Linked DNA regions of Hordeum vulgare: regions 2 and 3 are each linked to region 1. Evidence: chromatin contacts called from public Hi-C data. All regions are on one chromosome and are shown on one strand. Each heading gives the region's core, a stretch centred on a gene start, on an enhancer-like site or on the middle of the called end of the contact. The rest is flanking DNA. Distances are from core to core; before and after follow the strand shown. Region 1 holds the start of LOC123425610 (probable serine/threonine-protein kinase WNK1). Region 2 holds the start of LOC123425605 (cysteine-rich receptor-like protein kinase 10). Region 3 holds the start of LOC123425603 (protein FREE1-like).

The links. A called contact is a pair of places that touch in the nucleus more often than the background predicts.
Region 2: a Hi-C map of seedling shows a contact between it and region 1, with 10 times the contacts expected there. The contact joins the promoter of LOC123425605 here to the promoter of LOC123425610 in region 1.
Region 3: a contact with region 1 is called in a Hi-C map of leaf, with 2.1 times the contacts expected there. The contact joins the promoter of LOC123425603 here to the promoter of LOC123425610 in region 1. A contact is called at or near these places in 3 of 6 Hi-C or Micro-C datasets (leaf and seedling).

What each region holds. Positions count from the first base shown.
Region 1 is chr2H:148,698,999-148,702,344 of MorexV3_pseudomolecules_assembly, reverse strand. LOC123425610 (probable serine/threonine-protein kinase WNK1) reads left to right here and starts at 1,714. Exons shown (of 7, transcript XM_045109304.1): 1 at 1,714-2,092; 2 at 2,222-2,259; 3 at 2,372-2,599; 4 at 2,776-2,996; 5 at 3,109-3,266. The coding sequence starts at 2,006.
Region 2 is chr2H:148,058,384-148,061,729 of MorexV3_pseudomolecules_assembly, reverse strand. It overlaps LOC123425605 (cysteine-rich receptor-like protein kinase 10), which reads left to right and starts at 1,707. Exons shown (of 7, transcript XM_045109298.1): 1 at 1,707-1,921; 2 at 2,026-2,198; 3 at 2,293-2,554; 4 at 2,836-3,064; 5 at 3,191-3,341. The coding sequence starts at 2,070.
Region 3 is chr2H:148,075,500-148,078,845 of MorexV3_pseudomolecules_assembly, reverse strand. LOC123425603 (protein FREE1-like) reads left to right here and starts at 1,630. Exons shown (of 10, transcript XM_045109293.1): 1 at 1,630-2,429; 2 at 2,614-2,700; 3 at 2,807-2,938. The coding sequence starts at 1,728.

The DNA of each region.
Region 1 (3,346 bases), core at 465-2,964:
TATGTGCATGGGAGATGAATGAGGAGAAGAGTGGGGATAAGTGTGTGGGGAGAGAGGTCGGGGTGTGGATTAGGAAGTCAACGCCAGATTTGCTAGTCTTTCCTTTGTTTGGTTCGACTGTCTACGTAGTGTGCTTTTAGATGCATGCGGTTCAATGACCAATGTTGAAATCGATGCCAGATTTTAACAATTGAGTATATTACATGACACTTGGATTAGGCAGATTTTTTTAGTGTGCACACCCTTCATTTAATTCATGGGTCCGTCACTGAGCGTATATACATGTTTGTGAGTGTCTCCATCTGTATTATATGTTTTTTAAAAACTATTATTTCTCAATGAAACCACATCCATTGATAATTATAAGGTAAGCATGGCAAATTATATAACTAACATCACCCGAAAATGCCAAATGGAGACCGTGCTCCACGAAGGCCTTAATTTGGAAACTTTAAAATTCAAACTCTTCTTTTAAAAAATTCTGAAAAATATATGTGTAACTAGATTCATGATGTACATGTGTGTAAATTTCAGGTCGAAACAAGTTAAAATGTGAGGTACAAAAAAAAACAAATTTGGGCTTTTAGCATATGTATTGTTCATCTTTAAATATCATGCTTTTTTGGGGGCAGCTCGAAATTCAAGGTATCTCATAATAAAATTGTACACACATACACATCGCATTCTTGTATACATGTTTATTTTTTTCATAACTTTTAAAACATAAATTTTGAATTTTGTTATTGTCAAAATTAAGGTCTTCATGATGCTCTGTCTCCAAATGCCCTACTCGACATCACCTACCTATATGATTAGCGGTGGATGAGGGTGAAGCTCATGTATGAGTTATTTTGTCCAATTATCCGGTTTCTTTAAACTGCTTACAAATTTTCAACGTGTTGGAAAATGAAGATGAACCCGGGTGCTCCTATCTAGGAGTACTATAGCTTTGAGCAACTTTCCATGGACATGAACGGAGCACCCCGCACCATCATGGCCCAAGTGAGTTCGCCGGGGGAGCATAGCGTTTAGCAGGGTTTGATCATCAATGGGGAGGCAAAACAAAGGGGCCGCTCTCGAACCATTTCGTTTTCTTCTCCGAAGTCAAAAAAGAGAGTCAGATTTGCGATGTCAAGGAGGAAAGCAAGAAAAACAAGAACCCCAGTAAATATTCAATTTTCTTGTTCAGTTTGCGCCAAGATCGTGGTTCCTAATCAGCTGTCCCTTTTTCCGGTTAAAGAGCTTCTCGACATAGTTTCTTCCCCCAGAGCTTCTACATTCATATATACAGTACTTTTCTGCGAGCGGTCGTTTTCGCCCATGGGATTGAACAACATTTGGGTCCAAACCAAACATGCTTTCTTGGAAAATCGGGCTGCCTTTTCTGAAAGGAATAAAAAACGCAGAGACCGGCCTGCATTTTTCTACTGTAATTCCAGTTCCTTTTAGAGACGATTGCGGTCTAATTTGTTTACACCGAATAATTGTGGATTAGTATATCGGCATGGAAGTGAGGCTAATTTGACCGTGTCATGATGGAATTGTAGTCTCACCCGACTAACCAACGACAGTATCTAGGATCCTGTCACCCCTAGTACGTACAGTACCACGTAGCTGGCCCAGCCCAGCAGGTAGCTTAGTAAATCTCATCTCTCGTGTGGAGTTAAAAACGGCAAGTTTATCTGCGGCTTTCCCATTGATCTAATCTACAATCTACAACTAAAGCCTCATCATCCCCACCCCCTCCTCCTTGGCTCCTTCCCATCTCTCTCTCTCTCTCTGCCCACACACACCATGTGTGCCCACATTTCCCTAAATAGGCCGCTCGCTCCCGCGCCGATCCTCTCCTCCTCCCCGCCCCCCTGCCCCTCCTCACTCCCCATCCACTCCTCCTAGCAGCGCGAGCGCGAGCGCGCCGGCGAGCCAGCAGCTGCCTCCCGGGCGGCGCGGAGCGGGTGCTTTCTTGCGCTGCTTCCGAGGCCGGAGCGAGCCGGAGATAGCTAGGATGATGGGCGCCAGGGCAAACGCCAGCGCCAACGCGGCCGACTGCGGGGAGTACGCGGAGCTCGACCCCACCGGCCGGTACGGAAGGGTACGGCGCCACCCCCACCACCACCAACAACCTCCCTCCCCCTGCTCCCCTCCTCCTCCTGCGGCCGTTTCTCGATACGTTACCCTGCCATGCCAGATCGCTGATCCGTTTGCTCCATGCTTCTTGCAGTATAACGACGTCCTCGGCAAGGGCGCGTCCAAGACCGTGTAAGATCCGCCGTCCTCTGCTCGCTCGCTCGCTGCTTGCTGTCGCTTCTTTCTTGTCCGCCTCGCGCCGCCCGAGCTGACTGCTGACGACGAGCGCCTGGTCTGGTTTCAGGTACCGGGCGTTCGACGAGTACCAGGGGATGGAGGTGGCGTGGAACCAGGTGAAGCTCTACGATTTCCTCCAGTGCCCCGATGACCTGGAGCGCCTCTACTGCGAGATCCACCTCCTCAAGACGCTCAAGCACAAGAACATCATGAAGTTCTACACCTCCTGGGTCGACGTCTCCGCCCGCCACATCAACTTCATCACCGAGATGTTCACCTCCGGCACCCTCCGCCAGTAAGCCGCACCAATCTCATCTAACTCTCTTTAATGCTCAATAAAGTTGTATCCTTGTACGCTCAATCTAAAGGAAATCTCCTTTTTTTCTGCCCAATTCTAGAAAGAAAGTAGTAGTAGTACGTATCTTCTGTTCTGTATGCCTAATTGATTGCTTGTGATTTGCTGGTGATTAGGTACAGGCAGAAGCACAGGAAGGTGAATATATGGGCGGTCAAGGACTGGTGCCGGCAGATCCTCAGCGGCCTGCTGTACCTACACAGCCACAATCCACCCATCATCCACCGGGACCTCAAGTGTGACAACATCTTCGTCAATGGTAACCAGGGTGAGGTCAAGATCGGCGACCTCGGCCTGGCCGCCATCCTCCGCAAGTCCCATGCTGTTCACTGCGTAGGTAAGCTTCGGCCGATTAGCTACCTAGCATGGAAAAATGGTGTTTTACGGTCCCAAATGATGATGGTTCTGTGGAAATTTGATGAGATTGGCGTGTCCGATTGTTTGGGCAGGTACGCCGGAGTTCATGGCGCCGGAGGTGTATGCCGAGGAATACAACGAGCTGGTGGACATATACTCCTTCGGCATGTGCGTGCTTGAGATGGTCACCTTTGAGTACCCGTATAGCGAATGCACGCACCCGGTGCAGATCTACAAGAGAGTGATCTCTGTAAGGAGTGCCTCTTGGATATTTTTTTAGCCATTTGCAGCTCTTGTGATTCTGGTGTGTGGTTAGTTGGAAATTGTTTT
Region 2 (3,346 bases), core at 458-2,957, 640 kb after region 1:
GGACGACTTCCCTCTCGACCATGAGTTTCCGGAGGACTACGGGGTAGAGGAAGAGGACGAGTGCGACATCGAAGCGGAGCCTTTGTTTGAGGACGAGCTCGCCAACCAAGCCGACGGGACGAAGCTGAAGCGCAAGAGCAAGCGGACCAAGGCATACACGGCGGTCGAGGACAAGCTTCTTTGCGAGTGTTGGAGAGACATTGGGCAAGACCCCAAGACATGCGCCGAACAAAAGCATTCAACCTTTTGGATTCGTGTTCACCGTGAGTTCCATGAGCGCAAGAAGTTTTCGCCGTACCAAATAGTAAGCACGTGCGGGTGGGTGTCCATTTCAAAATGTTGGAGGGTGATCCAACAAGAGTGCAACAAGTTTTGTGCCACTCTTGAGAGCGTCAAGGCCCGTCCCATGAGCGGCATCGGCATGCAAGACATGGTATGCTAGCAAGCCGTCCTCTTTTTTGTGTTATCAAGTTTATGCTTGGGTGTTCGTTTGCATATCATTTTGCGAATATGCTTGCATGAAATACATTTGTAGGCATTTCAAGCTTTGGAGGCATTCAAGGTCCAACACAATGGCAAGTGCTTCAACCTCTCCCATTGCTTTAGGGTGATCAAAGACGAGGAGAAGTTCAAGGCGCAATATGTCGCCCTCAAGTCGCATGGTAGGAAGCAAGCCGTGAAGGAGGTTGGGGACGGTGAGAAGGCTGGACCACGGGGGAAGACCAACTCCAAGAAGGAGGACAAGCGGGATGTTAGAGATCGAGGCCGCCAACGCCAAGACCAAGGCCAAAGAAGTGGCTCTTGCGAGCATGATGACCGGGATGGAGATCATGAAGGTGGATCTCAACACCGTGTCGCCAAGGAAGAGGCCATGGCTCGAGAAGATGTAGGCCGACATGCTCAAGTTTGACGACAAGTGATCTATGGCGGCGAGCGCCATCTTTTTTGGATGCCGGCATGTGTGCTGGCATGACCAGGGGGGGCGCGATGGCGTGGTTGAACTCAAGTCCCATCCTTTTTGTGTGTTGGCATGTGTGCCGGCCGTCTGGCGAGTGCGCCAACATGAACTGTGGTGTTATTTTTTTAAAGCCGGCATTGTATGCCGGCATGAGACATGGCCGCTCGCATGATCGGCCGCGAGCCTTTTGAAAAAAAATGTTGATTGCGGGTATAAAATGGGTTGGCGCGTTGGGCACACCGTCGAAACAAATTTAAAACAGGGCGGACGCCGGGCGGGCGGCCGACCCAAACGGACAAATTCGCCGTCCGTTTGGGTCTGTCCGTTGAAGTTGCTCTAATTCACTTGATAAAATGCTTACAAGCTTGTTTGATGAATACGCCTTTCGTTCCTAAATATAAGATGTATTATTTTTTTTTAAAGTCAAACTTTTCTAATTTTGATCAAGTTTATTGATAAAAATATCAATGTTTAGAGTAACAAATAATTATCATTAGATTCACCATGAAATACGTTTCTATATTTTGCATTTTTAGTATTGTAAATGCTTATATATTTTGCTATAAAATTGATCAAACATAGATATACTTTAACTTTGAAAAACTAATACACCTTATATTAATTATAAGGAACGGAGGGAGTATATCGAAAACACCCCACCCCCACCCCACCCCCACACACCCACCAAAAAAATGCACGCGATCGAAATTAAAATCAGACCAAACCGCGTCTACTGACGAGGGCGGACCCAGGTGAAAGAACATGCTAGGCTAGCGACAGTCAAGTCAACCGATCATACAAATACCTCCTTGTTTCTTTCCTTTTGCTTTACATACATACTAGTGGGCAGTGGCACCGGCAGCAAGCAGTCTATTCATCTCAGATCTGAAGTTCATCCCCTCTCCCGGTGTTCTGTTCCCAGCTTGGATCCTTCATCGAGGACGAGGACCGTTCCTCTCCAAGGTCAGTGCACTTGACGAACTGCTTAATTATTCCCAGATACAGCTTTCTTGTGCATCCTTAGTCTGATATTGTTTAGCAACTTCCTTCCTTTGGTAAATTGCAAGTTGTGATTGATCGCATCGGCAGCTTCTTACATTATCAGCGATTAATGGCCACCGGAGGCGTAACCCTGGAGAGCCTACCGAACGAGCTACCATTAGACTTCTTGAACAAAATCACAAGGAACTTCTCCGATGAGCTACTACTTGGTCAGGGCGCATTCGGGTCAGTTTATAAGGTAGTACTATGATTTTGCCACAACTTTCTCTGTCAATTAAGAGGTTGACACGGGAAAGTGCCAAGGTAGATTAGTTTTATGTGACGTTAAACAGGGGATCCTGGACGATGGTGGGGTGGTTGCTGTGAAGAAACTCGCGGAAAATTCCCCTGTACCACGTGACACAATATTCGTGAATGAGGTTCAGAATATTATGGTGCTTGAACATGAAAATATCGTCAAGTTGGTTGCTTACTGCCGTGAGGCACAAAAAAAATTGGTGCAGAGCAACGGACGATATATTATTGCAGAGGTCATTGACACTGTACTCTGCTATGAATACTTGCCTAAGGGGAGCCTTCACAATAATCTTTTTGGTATGTCATACATCATGCACTATCCGAGCTATTATTTTTCATGTACCTTGTTCGGAGTTCTAGCATGACTTTGCATAAGTTTCCTCTATTTTTTGCACTGGTAATATACTGAGCAGAAAAGGATAACATCACACGTTATCAATAGAAGAATCCTGCTGTTGCTTTGGTGGACATTTTTCTCTTCACAAGATCTTTGCTGTCATTATTATTCTGAGATACTTATTATCATTTTTATCCAGCATCTTGGATAGCTTATGAAATTCTATTACATGTTACTTCAGGTGAATCCGGTAGCATTGATTGGGATACGCGCTTTAAAATAATAAAGGGAATATGTGAAGGTATACATTTTCTACATACCTTGCCTAGTCCTGTTCTCCATTTGGGTCTGAAGCCTCAAAATATACTACTGGGTGACAATATGAAACCGAAAATTGCGGATTTTGGTTTCTCGAGAATATTCGGCCAAGATCAAACCCGAAAGAACACAAGAAGTGTCGTGGGATCGGTGTAAGTTACTGTATGCTTATTATGTTGATATATCAGCTATCTTGTTCCTATACTGTAATGCAAAACTCATTTCACACCTCCAATTAATAATGCTGATTAATATCTTGACGTTTTAATTGCCGTTAGCGGATACATGGCCCCCGAATATCTGTACAATGGCGAAATCTCGGCTCGGTCAGACATATATAGTTTAGGCCTAATCATAATGGAGATATCCACCAGAGAGATGAATAGTTCTAGCACTGACCAGAAGCATGCAAGGAAATATATTGATGGAGTAAG
Region 3 (3,346 bases), core at 381-2,880, 620 kb after region 1:
CGAGGCCCAAGTGGAGGAGGAGATCAGCCGGCCCACCTGGCTCCTCTGTAGCCGACCAAAATCAGAAAAGAAAAAGGGTTTTCTTTTGAAAAAATAAACATCACCGAAAATCAAAATACCTAGAGCAAACAGGGTTTTGAAAAATAAAATTAACAACACCTGGGGCATGAGGGAATTATGCCCTATTTAAATAAAATGCAAACCTGAATTTTTAGACAACTAAATTATAATCATAACGGGGTTTTAATATGCTGTTTTAAAATAAATGCCACCTCTCCAAAGTAAGATTTTAACCATGAGGGCTACCCCTCAATCACAAACAATATCCTATAATTAACTAACATTTTTAAAACAGGTTTACTCAAAGTTATTTCATAGGTTCATTTATTAAAGGAGAAAGGGTTTTGAAACCTTGATTGAAAACACCATATTTTGAAAAACCCCATAACATCAACACAAACACCTAGCACTCATAATCACATAGCACTCATGATAGATCAAGCAACAACAACACAATGGATGCCATGATGCAAGAAGGAGGCAAAATATAACATCCACATGGAATGATAACTCTTATGGCATTGAGAACAAGGTTCCAAAATAGGAAAGGATCCCAAAATGGCAAGGATTACATCTGGGGCATTACAGCTTCCTCCTTCAGCAGCGCCGCGAACGCTTCCTCGTCATCGCAGTCCATCGCCAAGACAAAACACCGAACACCAGGCGGGTGTGGCAGACACGCAACCGTTTGCGTGTCTGGAGCGACGGAAAAGCTCGCCCAAAAACCGAGGGCGAAGTCGCGGCGAACCCTCCCTTTCTCGGCGGGGAGATGGCCTTTCTAGCGGCGGTAGGCACGTGGGCGACGCCAGGATCGACATAGTGGGGAAAGGTGTGTTTCACGTGTGGGGTGGGGGGAGAATTTGGAGGTGGGAAAACGTTTTTCACCTGACAGTGCCTACCCACATGCCGTTTTCCATTCCGCTGGAGCCCCCAAGCGCACTAGGTTCGGCCTGGGATCGACGGGCCTAAAAATGAACCCAACCGGTGAAAATCGACATCCTGAGGGCGTGACTGGGAGGATTTTTCGGCGTCAACGAAAAAAACACGTCCGAGGCGTGACTGGAGATGCTCTTAACGGATGTGCAATTGTAGTTACTTTGTTGGAGCACAACTGGTTGAGCATTAGAAAAGCCATTTTTTGAACAATTGACGCTCTTTATATTTAGCAAAAAAAGTAAATTAAAGAGAGAATTGTTAGGGAACCACAATGAACTGCTCCACTACTTTTCTTTTTGGGCAAAACCACCCTCACTAATTAAATCATTAATTTTCAGTTTAAAAGGCATTAATTTTCAAATCCAATCCGGATCATGTGGGCCTTTAAGCTGACGGACATGCACGGCCCAATTCGATCCACACACCAGCAACCCGCCGTGTCGGGCGCGTAGTCAGAGCGGCAGACAAAACAACTCCCGCGAAAGGCGAACCCAATACCACCACAGCAACCATCGTGACCGTCCACTTCCACCCGCCGACGAGATCCAACGGCCGCCGCGCGCGGACACGCTCCAGCACTAACGCGTCAACCTCCGAAACGAATCCCCACCTTCTTTACCCTTTCTTCCCCTGCAAACAAACGCAATCGCGAAGCATCGAATCGGATCAGAGTTCGGGAAAAAAAAGCGAGAGGAAATCGCCGTCGCCTCTTGCGTTCCACCTCGCCGGCGATGCAGCACGGGAGCGGCGACTACGCCTCCCCCGCCCCCGCGGGCCACTACTACCCTCACCAGTACACGTCGCCGGGGCCGACCCCTCACCCCATCGCCGCCGACCCCCCGATCCCGGGGGGCTACGCCTCCGCGCCGCCCTACTCCGTCGGCGGCTACCCCGAGCAGCCGCCATCTGCCCCGTCCTACACGCAGCCGCCCCAGTACGCCGGGTACCCGCCCTACAACCCCACGCCCTACCCCCCGGAGCCCACGCCGGCGCCGTACTACAGCTACTCGCAGCCCACCCAGCCGGCTCCCGCAGCGGAACCCAGCCCAGCGCCGCTTCCCTATGACGCCCCGTACTACGGTGGAGGCTACCAGCAGCCTGCCGCTCGGTATGGCGACGACGATTACCTGAACGAGGGCGCGTATGCCTATACCGGCGACGCAGGCCCCGAGCCGTACGGCGCGCGCGGCACGGCGCCGACCCGGTCAGGAGCCGCGATGTTTGATGACTACGGCCGGTCGATTGGACTCTCGTCCGGAGGGGTGGAGCAGCCACACGGCGGCGAGGGCGGCAGTGTGGGTGGGAGCTTTGGGAAGATTGCGAGGGCTGTTCCAAAAGCAGAAACCCATGAGGATGCTAGTGGTGGTGCGCAGAAGTTTCGGGTTAAGCTGCTGCCAGAGGGTGCCGGAAGCCCCACCGATGTGCTTTGCCAGGTACAACTTCAGTAACGATAAGCTATCAGTTTACACATGTTAGGTGTATTGTTTCACTCCGAAATTATGATATCGTGCTGTGGTTTTGCAACATATATGTTACTTGTTCCAACTTCCATATTGATCACAAGGACTGTTATGATACATGAAATCTGTACTTATTAATTATTATATGCTATTGCAGGTTGGTCTGGATGGAATCCGCATGCTTGATCCCAGCACAAGCAGGACCCTAAGGATTTATCCCCTTGATACACTGACTAAATGGGAGGTGTGTTGGACAGCATTTTTGCAGAAGATTATGGTTATATTTTCTCATCAGTGATATGATACACAGCAGTGAGGGTATTCTAATGGTTGACACTCCGCTTATTTAGGTTTTGGATTCAACTGTATTTGCGATTTGGGCAAAGACTTCAGTAGATTTTGAAGCAAAGAGAATAAGGCTGAAGTCAAACAGCTATACTTCCAATACTTTGCTTGACACTGTGACAGCAGCAACAGTCCAGGTATTACACCACCACCATTCTCTTCTCACTATCCGTGAGTAGCCACCTAACTATATTGAAAACAGTGGAAATCCTTCTTCTCAATGCTCTAATGTCAGTATATTTTAGTTCCGTTTCTTTGGCAGTGTTGCTGTTTCATATTTCAACTACATCTGTAATAACTATCAGTACAAATGGTTTACTCTAGTTATCTATCCATGCTATGGTTTGCTTTGGTACTTCTGGTTCAGTTTACATGTTATTCTAACTCCATACTTGTGGAAATAAGGAGCTAATGTCTTAATTTTTTGCATGGTTTACCCATGTATGCTGATCAGTCAATACTACTATCGATAAACCATCGATAGGGTTATTTGGTGAGAACTGTTCAGTACTGAAATGACATATATTTTGGACCGAAGATAGGTA